2 separate regions of the Anas platyrhynchos genome follow, and region 1 is linked to region 2. A link is a contact called in public Hi-C data. All regions are on one chromosome and are shown on one strand. Each heading gives the region's core, a stretch centred on a gene start, on an enhancer-like site or on the middle of the called end of the contact. The rest is flanking DNA. Distances are from core to core; before and after follow the strand shown. Region 1 overlaps STK3 (serine/threonine kinase 3). Region 2 holds the start of OSR2 (odd-skipped related transciption factor 2).

Region 1 (4,040 bases), core at 130-2,629, 88 kb after region 2:
GAGGAAGAGGAAAACTCGGTCAGTGATTTTTTTCCTTCCCCTAGAACTATCCATATTTGATAGATAAATTACTGTTCTTTTTTGCCTGCTTCTTGTCCTTATATGTTCAAATACTTTTCTTTACTGTTTCTACCAGTTCTTTAGCCTGTGAGGTCTGAGTGTTCTACTCTTATTCATAATGAATAATGCTTCTGTGAGTAATGCTGTATGAGCCACCTTTCAGCACTATTTCATGTGGTGCCCTAGTAAGTTTTAGGAGGTGGGAAAAGAAACCATGTCAACTTCAGCTGTTCAGACTAACATTAAAAAAATAAATACTGTTGTGCTCCCATATTCACACATGGGCTTTTCAGAAAATGCTATGATTTTCAGAAGTTCAGACTACTTAGCTTTTTTGTGACATCTAATACACAAAATAGTTACCTATGAAGCACAATAAATAGTTATTAGGATACAGTTTAAATCAAGTTGTGCCTATAAAGTGAAAATGGCAAAAACATTTCATTCCTCAGATACTGTTGTTAGCATATGTTTGAGGTGAGAAGCAGGTCATGTGATAAATAGGTTGTATTTGTAATTATTTGGCAGCGTTGGCAATAAGTCAGTGTTCCTAGCACTATTTCTCTCCCTACATGATTTATTTTAGGGCAGTCTCGTGCAATGCAGCGCTATGTGCTTCAAAGAAGCCTATTGCCACACGCACAATGAGAGCCAAGGTCATTGAGGAATAACACAGAGGAAAGATGGAGACTGGAATGTCAGTAGAAATCTTACAGCTTTGAGTAAACAAAAGAGAGCAGGGCAGCGATGCACTCTGCCCTATCCCAAATCACACAGAAACTTTATGTATTAAGGGGTGTTAGGTGGTGATCTATATGTGGGAATACTTTTAAAACAAATACCGTGCAGTATTTTGTATTCTAATTTACAGTATGAGCTTTGGTTTGTTGGATGTCTGGTTGTTCTAAGGGTATATTCTAAGAAAATATATATAGCTTGTCTTTTTTAAAGTTGGTTTACGCTGGATAGTATTTGCTTAGCAATAAATCAACCAGGGAAGGTTGGGGATTATTTTTCTACGTTAGGAAATGCTACTTGTGAGATGTGTGACTTGACATGCAGTGTTGATGTTCATTGCTTAATATATAGAATAGTTGACATCTGAAGAGACTGATTATTACAGATGTTAAAAGTTAGTGTCATTACGAGCATGCTTTCCTCAGTACTATTGCCTTATGAATTGTAGACCTCAAACATTTGGGCATTGTTGATGCTTTATTGATTAACCCCAAGGTTTAGTATAAGGAAACCTCAAATATAGGGGTTGAGCAGGAGTCTGTTGCCTCTGTTACGTTGCACTAGATAGGAATTTTCCCATGTACTTCTGTGGTTTGGGAGGCACAGACAGAGGAGATGCAGATGAGTCAGCATGGGAAGCTCTGGTGTTAGCTTTCTTTGCTCCATCTTTTTCAGGATCATGCCATAGAAGAGTTGTAAAGAACAATAATGGCAGTCTCACAGAGGGTTGGAGTCAATCCTGCCAGTAGTAGCAGGGGACTTGAGGAAAAGATAAAGGCATTCACCTTTAATTTGTTAGCTCAGTCGTTAAGTGAGTCATGGAAGAGACCAATTTGAGGTGGAGTTGACTTCTGAGGAGAGAATGAAATAACAGAACGGGAGAAGGCCACAAAGAAGTCTTAATGAGCCTCATCAGCTCAGAAAAGGAAGGCAGTTGGAAAATTAGAACTGAAGTATGACTTTATGATAATGAAACACAGAAGTGGAGAAGTACAGCCGTAGACTAAGCTACACAAATAGTCTGAAGTCAAATTCATTGTGGGCTAAGGTAAATGAGGCTACCTTATGTTTATTACAGACCTTTGTATGCTTTTGAAGCTATTGTAATTCATAGGATGTGTTTGCATTACCAGGGTAGTGTGGTTGGGAGCTTTACTGTGTGATTTTCCAGCAAAAACCAACATTGCTTGTGGTAGATAAAACGGATTTTCTTTTGGAGTTAGTCTGTGTCACTTTTGTAAACTTCAGTGGGGAAGGAACAGATCTCCTTTGAGCTCGGGGAATGTTTCAGATGTAGGAAGACCACATGAAAATGTAACAAGAAGATATCATAGTTAAGTGGAGCAAAGAGGACGTAGTAGCTGGTGCTGTTGGCAGAGTGGGAAATGACACTTGTCAATGTGAAAATTCCCCCCCATGTTGATGGATAAATAAATTTAAGTATTTCTGGGTGGTAACTGTTCTGGAGAGGTTCTGTGCCTTTTTCTTTTTTAGCTCCATCAGATTTATGAAAGGAAACCTAAAAGCTACCATAAGCTATTTACTACAGCAGAAGTACCATGTAATAAATGAAAGGGTGTCCAGGTATTTTTGCTGTAAGATTTATATTGAAAAGTTCTTCAAAAGTTTGCATTTACCAAAAGATTAGTAAACAGAGTTTTTAATCCTGTTTTGTTAAATATTTTGGTTTGTGTTCTTCTGTGCTGTAGAGAGATGCATTCCTTATGTCTTCATATGGTTTTGTGGTTCTAAAAATCTGTGATAAGGATTGTAAAGCTGTGATTAGTACGTAATTTTATTTTTGTTAAAATTGTTAATATGATATTTGTTAGTAGGCATGATCTTTGCTATCAGTAAACATATGTCTATATTCATTTAGCAATGTTTGGTGAGCCTTGGGTGAAAAAAGTTTGGAAATACTTAATTTCATAGAAAAAGTGAAGTTATAGGTGAGTAAAATGAAGATTACTGATGGTGAGGTAAGGAGGAGGGATTTCTTTATTGACAAATACAGTTTGTTGAAAGTCCATGTTAGGCAGTGACCTGCAAATAGTTCTCATACTGTCACAACGCACAACTCATCTTGTTAAAAAGTGGTTTTAATAATCACTCAGTTGTGACACTGACTTCCCAAATCTTGCCACTGAGTTTTAGTGCAATACATTGTAAGAAATTCCAGATGGATTTGAGAGATAACACCAGCATCTTCAGTTGCACTTGTTAAAGATTCTGAACAGCTGAAAGCACAAAAATAAGAGATTGTGCTGAACAGTGTGACAAGCTATTACATTTTTTTATTTAACTGGAGTTGTCTATACAGTGTTTTCCTGAATGCATGTTATTCATGTGTTCACAATGCAACACGATGCATGTTGGAAGACTGGAGCACCATGTAGGTGTGAGACCCTAATCAAGTGAAATTCTGGACAGTGCAGATTTTAGTTTTTAAAGCTTACCAGGCAGATATCAACGAATGAGGCTGCAGGTGGTTTTAGGAAACCACAATCCTGAAAAATACAGGTAGACTTGGGTGCTCTTTGCATGATCAAGCATCTGAAATGATAGTATACGTTTTGGTTAGCCAACGTGCCCTGATGGCACACTTCGTGTAGTGATGGGAAGTTACAAGTCCATTTCTTCATCTTTTAGTATCTACACATGTTCAGATTGTACGTGGAATCGGAATCACTTTTCAGTTGGAAGGCAGCAGCCACCTAGCACATAAATTCTGCAAAACAGTACCTTAAAAGTGGATTTGTCCCAGTGATAGGGCTGTCAAGGCCTAACCTGGAGGTGCTAAGGCAGACTCAGGCCTGAGAAACGTGCGTGTAGTAACACCTAGCAGCAAGGCAAGTATTGGTGTTAATGGTAAGCAGACAGTCTATGGGTGTTAAAGGTCTCTCATGGGCAGTGACTCGAGTCCATACACTGTTGAAAGAGAATGGTTTGAGTTAACCTATCTGGGGCTTGAATTTATTGCTCTTAAACCCCAAGAATTTCCTATGCGAAGCTCGAGCAGTCGTGCTAATTGCTCACTGGTACAGGTGTTGGGACCCCTCAGGAAGGAAGGTGTAAAATACTTGCAGTGTGATGTTCTTTTAGTGAGGAAACAGGATTTAGCCCTGGCAACTGTATTTGCATACGTGCATGGATATTTAATCCCTCTTAGTTATGTATGTATTGTAATGGACACCCGAGTTATAAGGGACATAGATAATGAAAAGTGGAATGAGAAGGAATAG
Region 2 (4,374 bases), core at 843-3,342:
TTCCAGATGGCCCCACACAGCCCAGCCGAGCCACCCCGGCTGCGGCCGGCCCCGAGGCCTCCCCGGCCGTCGGTGGCTTTCGCTCGTCCCCTGCAGCTCGAACCCGTCGGGGAGCGGCCTGCAGCGGGACCCCCGGAGCCGCTCAGCTCCCTCCAGGCCGGGGGAAAGCTCCGGTCCCACCGCCCTGCTTCCGTACCGGGAGCCCAAGCCGGGGAAAAGGGGCTCCTGGCCCGCACTGGGATTTTGGGAGGGCCGCGGTTGAGCCAGCTCCTCTTGGGGTTTATGAGCAGGGGCGGGCAAGGCGTGCTTTCCAAAAATAGAAAATATTTAAAAATATATATATAAATCATCATAAGAAAAAAAAATAAACGGCTTTATCCTTAAAAAATAAAAAAAAATATATAGGTCACCACGTTCATAAAAAAAAAACAGCAATTAGAAAATAAGGAGTAAAAGGGAAGGTCGAGGCCGCCGAGCTGGCCCCGCACGGAGCCCTCCAGGCCGCCGCAGGGCTGGGGCTGCCCCGCCGGCTCCCCGCAGCCTCGGCCCCTCGGATGGGTTTCAAACCCCTTCGCCCCCAGCCCCTGCAGCGCTCCGGGCTGGCCCCGCGGAGAAGAAACGCGGAGAAACCTCTCGGGGGGGCATCCCCGAGCGCTCCCCGCTCCCATTTTCGTTTTCTTCGGGCCGCGGCTCGCCGCTGCCCGGCTCCCCCCGTTCGCTCCCGCAGCGTTATGGGGGTGACCCCGCGCACACGGCGACGTTTCTATTTCTTATCTTTTTATATAAATATATATTTTTTTTTCTTCGGGGAGGTGGTCGCGCGGAAACCCCTTATTTTTAAAGACCTCGCAGCGGCGGCTCCTTGCTCCCACTCCGCCAGGGAACACCGCGGAGAGGGGAAAAACCCTCCCGGCCTCGGCGAGCTCCGGGGCTCGTTTGGCACCGCCAAGGGACCCCGCAAATCTGGGCGAAAGGAGCGCGCCCAGCGCCGAAACCCCCCATTTTTAACCCCAATTTTTCCACGCGCCCCCCTTGCCCCAACCGCGCTGCCCCTGGCGCTGCTCTTTCTCGGGGCGGGGGGGGGGGGGGGGGGAAACCCCATGAAAACCTATCGAAAAAAAAAATCCCACCGCCGAGCGTCCCCGTGCCGGCTTGTAAGGCCACTTTCCACCAAGGTGAAGGGGGGAAAGTCAACCAAAAACGGATGTTACTTAAACCTTGGCACTTCCTTTTCCCTTCCCATCCAGGGCGCTTCGTTGAACGACGCCTGCTGTCTCCGCGGCGAGCCCCTCGCTACCTGCCTGCCCCCGACCCTACCCGAGCCGCCGTTCCCCTTCCTCCTGCTCCGATTTAGGGCCGGGGAACGGCCCCGGAGCTCCCCGGGTCCACCTCCAGCCCCCCGCGGCCACCCCCGGCTATTTCCACGGGGCTTCGGCAGTGAGACCCCAGGAAAAAAAAAAATAAAAAAAATAAAAATAAATATAAAAATAACTCTTCCCGGTAGGATTTTGGCGTGAACACCACCACCGAGCTTAACGGGGTGGGGTGCGGGAGGGAAAAAGGGGGTGCCCAAAGGGTGGCACTCGGGGACCCCACGGCCGAGCCGCCCCCTCCTCTCCTCTCCTCTCCCCTCCCCTCCCACCGACGGCACCGGGCAGCGCTTACCTACCGCAGCGGGCTGCTCCTGCCGGGCCTCCCGGGGCAAAAGCGAGGCGGCACCTTCACGGAGCCATTACATCCACAGCTTGGAGGGGTGGCGAGAAGCTCAGCGGGGCCGGGACCCGGCGGCGGCCGGCATGGTGGGGACGTGGAGGGCTGCAGCTGGGGGTCGTGGGGCGGCGGTGGCGGTGGTGGCGAGAGGGGGGGGTCCGCGCGTGTCCCGCTGTAAAGCCGCCTCCTGCCTTCGAGCCCGGCGAGGCTCGGCGCGAGTGTGAGCCGCCCCCTGCCCGGTCCATCACATTTCAGCGGTGAGTGGTGGCGAGGAGCCGCTGTCCCCGCCCGCCCGCCCAGCCGCCGGCCCACCCCGCGGCGCGCACAGCCCCGCGCTCGGGGCCGCGCACCCGCCCCGGCCCGCCCCCGGCCCGCCCCACCGTGCTGGCCCCGCTGTTTACTCGTGTTTGGGTAGCAACTGGGCTTTAAAGGGGCAGGATCGGCCCCCCTTTTCCTTGTCCCCCCCCTCCCGGCACGGCGTTACCTAAGGTGACTCGTGTCCCCCCCCTCCTCCCCTCCTCGCAGCGCCGCAGCCGGGGGAGGTTCGGGGGCGCGCACCCCGCTGCCGGCCCCGTTGGGTTTTCCGCAATCCTATGCCCTGTTCAGCACCGGCTGTGAAATAAACCTAAAAAAAAAAAAACCCAAACTCCCCCCAGAGCAGAGAGGGGCCCGGCAGGACCGGGAGGCGCAGGTAGCGCTCACGTCCAAAGGGCTCCGCGGCCGCCATGGCAGGTCGCCCTCCGGGCCACCACCTCCTGGAAGCTCCTGGGCTTGCCCTCAGCAAGCCACCGGGCGAAAAGCAGCGGAAAAAAATCCCTCTGCGTGTACGGGGGGGGACGCATCGGTGCGCGGGGTGCCCCCGCGCAGCCCCGCACCTGGGGCAGGCAGGGAGCTTGGGGAGCGGTTTCGGTTTTCGTGCCCGGGGAGTTGGGGCTGGATTCGGCCTCACTCCGGATTGCTCGGCTCCAAAAAGCGCTGCGCTCCTCGCTCCGCACCGCTTCGGGCCGGGGTTTTGGGGAGTTTTAATAAGAAGGTTATCTTTCTCTATGCATTGCTGAAATCCCAAGCGGGGGAGGGATTTTTTTGTACAACCTGGCCGGCAGATCCGAGGCTCTGAGTGTAAAAAGATGTGAGGAGAAATGGCGTGTGCGAAGAGCTCTGAAAATGGCTCAAGGTAGGCTGTGTGGCGTTCAACTCAAGCCCGCTGAAGAGAAGAGGACGCAAGCGACGTTTGCATTGGGATTTTTTTTTCTTTTTAATATATAGGAGAAAAAAATATCCCAATTTGGGGTGGGCAAGGGGCAGCTTTGGACGTGTCCCCGCGCCGGGGACAGGAGCGCAGGCTCTTGATCCTAAAGGAACGCGCGGCTGTAAACCCCGGCCCCATAAACAAACGGCATTTGGGCTCCTCGACCCGAAAACGCCGGCGGGGGAGGCTCCACTTTTGGGGAGCCCGAAGCGGGGACCCCCGGAGCCCGCTGCGGGGCCGGGTGCGGGACGGGGCGCGGGGAACGGGGCCGAGCCGGGCCGGGCCGGGCCGGGGCCAGCGGTGCGGTGCGGTGCGGTGGGGGGGCCGGGTCCCCGAGGGGTCGCATCGTGCTCCGGGGCCGGCTGGTCGAGAACGAAGCGGCCACGGGAGTTTTTATTCTCCTTTCCCACCCCGCGCTGGAGCCTTTCGGGGGGCCGTGGGGACCCCTCCCCGTCGACAGAAAGGCCGGAGGGGGTTGTTTCTCCTCCACCTTCGTTTCTCGCCTTTCCAGCGAGGCAAAGAAAAGCCGCACTTGTTGGGAAAAAAAATAATAATAATAAAATTAAAAAAAAAAGACAAAAATCAAACAAACAAAAGCCCGAGCTCGGGAAGCGCCCAGACGGCCGCCCAAACGAAAAAAAGCCTCCAGACCCCAAAACGGGAGAGGGGAACGAAAAACTCCCCGGGCCGCTGGCTCCGCAGACGGCTGGCGGTCCGAGGCCGGTCCGGGAGAGTGGGGAACCCCGCGGGCAGCTCGGGCCGGCTGTCCCCCGCTGTCCCCGGCCAGCAGGTGCTCGGCGACAACCCCCGGGGAGCCCCTGGGGGGGGACCCGTCGGACCCCGACCCCTCCGCGCCCCCCCGACGGCGGTGCCCGGCTGGCCCCGACGGCAGCGGCCACGGCGGCTTGTGGGGCTCGGGGCTGCTGTCCCCAGCAGGTGCCTTCCTCCTTCCACTCCTCCTCCTCCTCCTTCTCCTCCCGAAGCTGCAGCAGCTCAGCACAGCCCGCGGCCGCGCCGTGCCCGGGGCGGTGCCGGGCGGTGCGGCGGGGGCCCGGGAGCCCCGCACCCGGCCCGCGGTGCTGCAGCGCCCCCTGGGGGGCTCCCGGGCTCACGCCGCCCCCCCCCGGCTCGGCTCGGCACGGCCCCGGCTCGGCACGGCCCCGGCCCCGGGGCGGCGGCGGCTGCCGGCAGCGTGTGCCGTCGGGCAGAGCCGCGGTCCCCTCGGTTTTCTCGCTTGTCTTTCTTCATTCGGATTTATTGCATTATTATTATTGTTTTTCCCCAAAATCCAAACCCGCAACGGGGGGAAAAAACACCCCGTTGGGATGCGGGGCCGAGCCGTCGGGGAAAGGGGCTCCGGGAGCGCCGCCGGGGATGCTGCGGCACCGGCGACACCGGGGACACCTCGGGGGGCT

The links. A called contact is a pair of places that touch in the nucleus more often than the background predicts.
Region 1: a Hi-C map of subcutaneous adipose tissue shows a contact between it and region 2, with 2.5 times the contacts expected there. The contact joins the enhancer-like site here to the promoter of OSR2 in region 2. A contact is called at or near these places in 2 of 8 Hi-C or Micro-C datasets (skeletal muscle and subcutaneous adipose tissue).

What each region holds. Positions count from the first base shown.
Region 1 is chr2:22,714,827-22,718,866 of IASCAAS_PekinDuck_T2T, forward strand. STK3 (serine/threonine kinase 3) reads left to right here. Exons shown (of 11, transcript XM_038173783.2): 8 at 1-18. Among named protein-coding and RNA genes, the nearest start is that of STK3, 70 kb to the left of the region's middle. Within about 2 kb of position 1,380, at least 3 of the 8 cell types and tissues checked have an H3K27ac peak or open chromatin away from gene starts, as enhancers often do.
Region 2 is chr2:22,625,930-22,630,303 of IASCAAS_PekinDuck_T2T, forward strand. OSR2 (odd-skipped related transciption factor 2) reads right to left here and starts at 2,093. Exons shown (of 4, transcript XM_027452511.3): 1 at 1,670-2,093.